Regions from separate parts of the Mus musculus genome. Here region 2 is linked to region 1. Evidence: chromatin contacts called from public Hi-C data. All regions are on one chromosome and are shown on one strand. The core of a region is the stretch at or near the end of the contact, and the rest is flanking DNA. Distances in the headings are between cores, read along the strand shown. Region 1 overlaps Gm29899 (a long non-coding RNA gene). Region 2 has its middle 16 kb from the start of Saysd1.

Region 1 (3,945 bases), core at 1,322-3,821:
TGTCAGACTACAATCTGTCTCAGCAGACTTAGGAGACAATGGTGAATGTGGCCATCTTCCTTTTCATGGGAGTCATGTGTTGGTGCATGAGAAAGACAATAACCAAACGCACATCCATCGAAATGAAACAGAAAGAATCTACCATGGGGGACCCAGTCTCTGCAGAAAGCAAAGAAGCACTCATGTGCACACTTCAAAATACCAGAACCCCCTTTAAATTCACTCTTTAGTTAGTCTAAGCCAAGTCAGGAAAGAGAGTCTCAAGCATATGTTTGATTAGTTTTAATTAAATAATGATTACTCAGACACAACAGGATGCATTAATTATCAGTAGACTGGCCAGTAATCAATCCAGAGCAACTTTCTTATTTAGGACTCTTCTGGTCACCACATTTGTACTAGCTTCTGGAGTAACTCCATTTTGAGAGGTTTCAGGGGGTAAGGGCTATCATCAGACATAAATAATGCATCATACATTATAGTCTAGGGATGTTTGAAGTCATAAGTTGGTCTCTTCATAGTAAATTACCATATGAGGCTCCTAGTAAAATGCAAGGAATCAGCAAGAAGCTTTGACTGCTTAGAAAACCTAGATTACCATGTCTGAAGAACAAAGTCCAGCGTCACTTGGCAAGGACAAGGACAATTTAAGATGAATAGACACAGGGTTATTCATAGAGATCTCTTTCACCAGAACAGATACTTGCAGCAATCTGATTTAATTGGTCTAATTTTGGAGGACAAAATTCCCAGGAGAGTTGTTTTTTGTTTTCTTGCATAACTTTCTAAGAAAATAATTGGAGCAAATTTACATAATTAGTTGCATATCCCCTTATTTTCTCACATCCTTGGATTGCCTTGAGATCCGAGTAGCCCCAGTTAATTGGTTGGGGCAGTGATTCCATTAAAGTGGATAGATGTCAATATTAATGTGTGTGTGTGTGTGTGTGTGTGTGTGTGTGTGTGTGTGTGTGTGTGTGTGTTTCATGCTGCAAATCCAATTTAATATTTAGAAATAGCTGTGGTCCCTGCAAGAATTTCTGAAAGAAAATTTAGTACAGAGAATTACATAGGAAAAGAGGTACTTAAGAAATGAGCAGAAAGGATTAAAATAAAATAAAAGAAGCAAAGAACAGGCAAACAATAAGACTTCAGTACAACTATGAGTCTCTTTTTTATTATTATTAGATATTTTCTTTATATATATTTCAAATGCTATCCCGAAATTTCCCTATATCATCCCCCCACCCTGCTCCCCTACCCACCCACTCCCACTTCTTGGCCCTGGCTTTTCCCTGTACTGGGGCATATAAAGTTTGCAATACCAATGGGCTTCTCCTCCCAGTGATGGCCTACTAGGCCATCTTCTGCTACATATGCAGCTAGAGACACAAGCTCTGGGGGTATTGGTTAGTTCATATTGTTGTTCCACCTATAGGGTTTTAGACTCCTTTAGCTCCTTGGGTGCTTTCTCTAGCTTCTCCATTGGGGGTCCTGTGTTCCATCTTATAGATGACTGTGAGCATCCACTTCTGTATTTGCCAGGCACTTGCATAGCCTTGAACGAGACAGCTATAACAGGGTCCCTTCAGCAAAATCTTGCTGGCATATGCAATAGTATCTGGGTTTGGTGGCTGATTATAGGATGGATCCCCAGGTGGGATAGTCTCTGGATAGTCCATCCTTTCGTCTTAGTTCCAAACTTTGTCTCTGTAGCTCCTTTCATGGGTATTTTGTTCCCTATTCTAAGGAGGAATGAAGTATCCACCCATTGGTCTTCCCTCTTACATCCTTAATCATCAGGGAAATGCAAATCAAAACAACCTTGAGATTCCACCTCACACCAGTCAGAATGGCTAAGATCAAAAACTCAGGTGACAGCAGATGCTGGCGAGGATGTGGAGAAAGAGGAATACTCCTCCATTGCTGGTGGGATTGCAAGGTTGTACAACCACTCTGGAAGTCAGTCTGGAGGTTCCTCAGAAAATTAGACATAGTACTACCAGAAGATCCAGCAATACCTCTCCTGGGCATATATCCAGAAGAAGTTCCAACTGGTAATAAGGACACATGCTCCACTATGTTCATAGCAGCCTTATTTATAATAGCCAGAAGCTGGAAAGAACCCAGATGTCCCTCAACAGAGGATACAGAAAATGTGGTACATTTACCCAATGGAGTACTACTCAGCTATTAAAAAGAATGAATTTATGAAATTCTTGGACAAATGGATGTCATCCTGAGTGAGGTAACCCAATCACAAAAGAAGTCACTTGATATGCACTCACTGATAAGTGGATATTAGCCCAGAAACATAGAACACCCAAGATACAATTTGCAAAACACAACTACGAGTCTCTTAACCTCATCACAGCAGTTTCCCTGAAGGGGTTGAAAGGCAGCTAGTTGTCCATTTCCATCCACAGACAGTGGAGAGGGACTTGATGTGACTAAGCTTCTTAGAGCTTTTGAGTCAGACATGCAGTCGTTCCCTGAATAAGATCCAGCCAAGAACCCCATGTATGCTTTCTGGGAAGCAGGCACCCAGTGGTAGGACTTCGAATTTAGGAACAGCTTGAGACAGGAAATGACCAGTATTAGACAGGAAGTGATGCCTGGCTTAGATGCACAGGCTTGTAGTCTCAGCATTCATTCTGGAAGTTAAAAAGGAGGAGAATTTGAAACCAACTTTGACTTCAAAGTGAGATTGACTCTAAAAGGAAAGGAAGGACCAGGCATGGGGGCACCTACCTTTGATCCCAGCACTCAGAAGGCAGAGGTAGGTAGATTTCTGTAAATTCAAGGCCAGTCAGTGTGCAATGCGAGTACATGTCAGTCAGTGCTACCTAGTGAGGCACTGCCTCAGAACAAAATAAAACATACAAATAAATAAAGATTTAAAGAAAGGAAGAAGGAAGAGAAATGGAAACCAGGGAGAGGAGGCATATTAGTTGTTGCCAGTGCAGTTCTGAGGTTGACATAATCAGGTTCTATTTGAACATTGATGTTGTGGGGTGAGTCCAGCCATGGACGTTTGGAATTGCACTTTTTATCCATTGGACTCTTGGCCACATATCTATCTGACCATAGATGGCCAACCAGAATGGTCCAAATGGGAGCCGTCAGAGGGAAAGTCTTACAGGTCTCATGTTGTGATGCTACGCAGTGAGAACTTATAGGTATTTTTGGCAGATCAATTCTTTTGGAAAACTGGGGTAGCTCTGATTATAAGGTGCCATTGGTTCATTCTATATCCTTAGGACTTCAAAGCAATGTTACAATGACATTTCTTTAAATGTTTTAACTGTAAAGTTGAGATTTTAAAAAATAATAATAATCTAAATTTCCTTGGATTATGATTGTTAGAGAAAAATAAATTTGGTCATCTGTTGAATTTCCCAGGTTAAAAAAAAAAATTGTCTCTGAGCACACTGTGACTACCTGTAACTGTCAGACCCTGACTGAAGCCTCTGACTGAGCTCACATGGAAGGCCCTGTACTTGGTCCTGAGTACTTGCTGTCCTGTGGGAGAGAGGCGGGGTTTGAGAGAAACAAGGAGACATTCTGATCAACTGCTTGCTCATAATCCCAATGACCATCTGCCTGCAGTCCAGGCCCAAGAAGCCCACTGTTTGTGATTGCAATACCCACAGAGGGACCCACAGGCACAGATGTAAGAGAATGTAGAGAGTCCCTTCAAAGGAAAGAAAATTGTACTAAAACCCTGTTAAACGTGATAAGAGCAGTAATGTCACCCAAAAAATGGGGGAAGAATCCTGCCCTATTTCTCAACAAGCTGGCTGAAGACCGAAGAAAATGGAGGTTGCCTCAGCTGCCCTGCTCTGCTGTTTGTTTCTTAAGCAGCATGGCGTTGCCTTAGAGCTACACAACAAACTCATATTTTGAGCTCTTTCTTACTGGCATCTGCTTGAACCTTATCAACAG
Region 2 (3,839 bases), core at 921-3,420, 350 kb after region 1:
GAGTCAGCTTTAGAATAGGACTAGGGTTAGCATTTAATTTTGCTCTAGAGTGGTGTTAGGGTTGATACTAAGTTTAGCATTAGGCTAGAATTAATGTCTACAGTTAGTTCAGCCTACAGTTAGTGTTGCTGCTGGGACTAGGGTGAGAGGTGGGACAAGGGGTAGGGTTCTAAGGTTAGGGTTAGACTCAGACTATGTTTAGTTCTAGAGGGGAGGTTATGGTTGGATTAGGGTTAGGATTGGGTTTTAAAGTGGTGTTAGGGTTTTTGTTAGGGCTAAGTTTAGAGTCCGTGTTGGTCTCTAGTTAGAATTAGGCTATGGTTATGTTATTCAGGGAATAGAGTTATGAGTCTAGATATTGTTCTGCAGCAGTTCAAGACAGGGTTAGGCCTTGTTTTAGGAATAGGGCCAGGCTGTGGTTATGGGTAGGTTGCAGTTTAGTGTCAGAGTTGTTGGTATTATAATTAGAACAATGGTTAGCTTTTGCTAGGCTTAGGATTAGAGTTAGTGCTAGGGGTAGTGCTATGACTATGGTTAGGGTCAGAGCTAGGGTTAGTGCTAGGGTTAAGGTTACCATTAGGGCTTGTCTTAGTGTTAGTTATTGGGGTGGCTTTAAGGCTGGGATTCCCAGGGTTAAAGTTAAGTCTAGGGTTTGTATTATTTAAGTTTATTCTTTGAGTTCATGTTCAAGATGAGCCAGACCTTGGAAAGTTTGGTTTAATGTTTAAACCTTAAACCATCATTTCGTTGCAAGATTTAGATTTAGGATTGGTGTTAGCATTTTTCTCAAGCCTTGGAACAAGTTTAGAGTTAGATATTGTTTGGGTGAGACCTATGGATAGAGTTCTTTGGTTATGCTCATAAATAAAGCTAAGGATTTTAGTATTGATAAATGTAGTGATATGTTTAAATTTAGGGTCAGGTATCATTATAGATATTGCTAGTGTTACAGCTTTGGTTGCAATAGTTTTATGGGTATTTCTAGGGTTGTTTGTATCAGGTTTCTATGGTTTGCTATTTGGTCTTGTTCTGTGTTAATTTTATAGTTAGCACTTATATGAAGAGAAGAATATGTATTGTTTAAGAATGGTGTTAGGTTAGGGTTACTTTCAGGTTAGGGTTATATCTGGCATTTGTGCCAATGTTAAGGCTAAGTAGACTTAAAGATGGAGAAAGGATAGGCCTATAGTTATGGAATAGACTACATTTAAGATTAGGTCTAGGTTTAGCATTGGAATAGGACTAATCTAGGTTCAGGTTAGGGTTAGACCTAAGTTTAGGCTTAGGCTTGGGTTTAGACTATTGGTTATATTAGGTATAGGGTAGGTTTGGGTGTAGGATTAGCATTAGTGTTAGTTTTAGGATTAGCATTAGGGATAGGGATAGTCTAGATTCAGTTATAGCTACGATTAGAATTGGGTTAGACACAGGGTTAGAGTTATGGTTAAGGTTGAGGCTGCATATAAGTGATCTACTTGCTGATCACAGTGATCATTGTGCCTTTCCTCATGCCAGGCCTTTACTCTGACACTGTGAACTGTATCCCTCAGAAACCATAAGCTTGACGAAATGCTTTCTTTGATATAAAAATAGAATTTGTAATTAGACACAAAAATAAAGTGCCAAGCCCCATGTTACCTGTAACACTGTCAACTTGAAGCAGCCATGTAGAGACAGAATGGATAAGTGCACACTCGAGGCCAGAACCACCAGGGACACTGCGGGAAAGTACAGATTTCTGTGCGCAGGTGACAGCACATTTTGAGAAGACAGAATGGCATTTGCATGTGTTTGCATCAATGCACATGTGCACGCAAGCATGCATGTGTACACACACTGCAATAAAAAGTTAAAACATAAAAATACATGCTATCATACCATCTGCAGATAAAAATGATTTACCTCTTCTTTTTCTAACCCTGTGCCCTAACTAAAGCCTTCAGTATAACACTGATATGCTAGGGCCCCATTCCATCTTCTAATTCACAGTAGTGAGAGGGCTTGAAATATCACCTTCCTCCATTCTTAACACAGCGTATAAAGGCAGTTCCCACTCAACAGGTAGGGAAAGGAAGGGAGGTGTTTCTGCGACCTCTTCTGGCAAAAGGTCTTCATATATTTGGCCTTAGGAAGTGAAAATGTGCATACCAGGTATGGGGTGCCACCTTGTGGACATAAGAATTTAGTGCCTCTGAGCAGCATCTTCTGCTGCTTTGTCCACTCTTAAAGCTGATGAGATAAAGGTGGGTCGCCCTCACCACAGCACATTTTCTCTCTCACACAGAAACACAGCTGTCGTAGTGTTCTACTGCTGTGAGGAGCTGCCATGATCGTGGCAACTCTTATAAAGGAAAGCATTTCTTCTGGGGTTTTGTGGGCCTGAGTACCAGAGATTTCTGTGGAAATCTCTGGCCAGGCCTGGTGCGAGGAAGCGAATGCGGTCAGGGAGGGGTAATTGCTTCCCCGCTTCCGGGCCTCCGTCTCCGCCATGCAGTAATTCCATGCTACCCTGCACTGAGTCGGGTCAGGCTGGGCTGATGAGAAGCCGACTAGCCAGTGAGGAGTGCGGCAGGGCCTCAGGCGGCGCTTCAGGAGAGTAGATCTCAAGTGTTACAGCTCTTAGGACAAAAGTCTTGGACGACAGAGTAGTTCTCCCACCCCTAATCCTTCTGTATAGGATTCTTATATACAGTTTTGAGATGGGTAAGGGTCTGACAGCAGGTATTTCTCATTGGTTTGGTCTGAGAGCTTTGGGGAAACCTTATTTGCTTGTGGGAGGGCTTGGTGCTATTCCTGTGATGGCCACGTACCTCTCTCTGCGGGGGTGGGGGTGGGGTGGGGGGAGGCTGAAGCTACAAGACAGGAGTCAAGGACCCAGGAGGCGTGGCCGAACACATGCCATCCCATGCAGATAAAAGTCACCACCCATAGGGTCGCCGGGGTTCCAGACCTTTGCTCAACTTGAGACCAGGCTGTCTGTGCACAGCCCACCGCCCCACAGGGTTTGTTTACAGTTCAGAGGTTCAATCCATTATCATCATGGTGGGAAACATGGCAGCCTGCACATAGACATGGTGCTGGATTTGAAAAGTTCTACATCTAGATCTGCCAGCAACAGGAAGAGAGAGTTACTGGGCTGGCTTAAGCATTTGAAAACCTCAAAACCCACCCCCAGTGACATACTTCCCCCAGCAAGACCCACCTCACAATAGCGCCACCCCCTGGAGACCAAGCATTCACATCTATGTGTCTATGGGAGGCATTCAAACCACCACATTCCACTCCCTGGCCCCTACAGGCTTGTAGCCACATCATAGTGCAAATGTGCGTTCAGTCCAACAAGTCTCCATAGTCTAGGAAGGTCTCAACACTGTCTGCAAGTCCAAAGTCCAAAGCCTCGTCTGAGACTCACGGCAATCTCCTAACTTTAATCCCCTACAAAATCAAAATAGAAAAGCAGACCACATACTTCAAACATACAATGGTACAGAATATAAATTACCATTCTAAAAGGAAGAAACGGGAGCACAGTAAGGAAAGAATGGACCAGAAAGACCTAAAACCAGCAGGGCACACTCCAAACTCTGTGTCTTCGTGTCTGATGTCAAAGCACTCTTCAAATCTCCAAGTCCTTTCAGCTTTGTTGACTGCAGCACACCTCTCTCTTGGGCTTGTCCCACCCTGTTATTAGCGCTCCTTGGCAGGTACCCCACAACTCTGCCATCTCCAATGTCTTGGGGTCTCCAAGGCTCCCCCTTCACAGTTCCATGCAGGAACACCCTTGACACATGTCTGGCCTCAGCAGCTTTCCTTAACTTTTCTATCCTTGACTCCAAAGT

The links. Hi-C and Micro-C count contacts between places; a contact is called where the count stands out from the background.
Region 2: a contact with region 1 is called in a Hi-C map of bone marrow-derived macrophages, with 15 read pairs. The contact joins two enhancer-like sites. A contact is called at or near these places in 1 of 39 promoter capture datasets (the C10 cell line), 1 of 15 datasets of contacts at CTCF or cohesin (the NIH/3T3 cell line), 35 of 484 Hi-C or Micro-C datasets (the 63-12 cell line, B cells, the C10 cell line and 25 more) and 5 of 115 datasets of contacts at active chromatin or transcription factors (bone marrow-derived dendritic cells, embryonic stem cells, extraembryonic endoderm stem cells and 1 more).

What each region holds. Positions count from the first base shown.
Region 1 is chr14:19,719,595-19,723,539 of GRCm38.p6, forward strand. The region is part of intron 1 of Gm29899 (a long non-coding RNA gene); the gene reads left to right. Among named protein-coding and RNA genes, the nearest start is that of Gm17030, 6.3 kb to the left of the region's middle. Within about 2 kb of position 2,572, at least 3 of the 459 cell types and tissues checked have an H3K27ac peak or open chromatin away from gene starts, as enhancers often do. A contact at or near this core is called in bone marrow-derived macrophages, where this site is marked.
Region 2 is chr14:20,065,366-20,069,204 of GRCm38.p6, forward strand. No RefSeq gene overlaps it. Among named protein-coding and RNA genes, the nearest start is that of Saysd1, 16 kb to the right of the region's middle. Within about 2 kb of position 2,171, at least 28 of the 459 cell types and tissues checked have an H3K27ac peak or open chromatin away from gene starts, as enhancers often do. A contact at or near this core is called in bone marrow-derived macrophages, where this site is marked.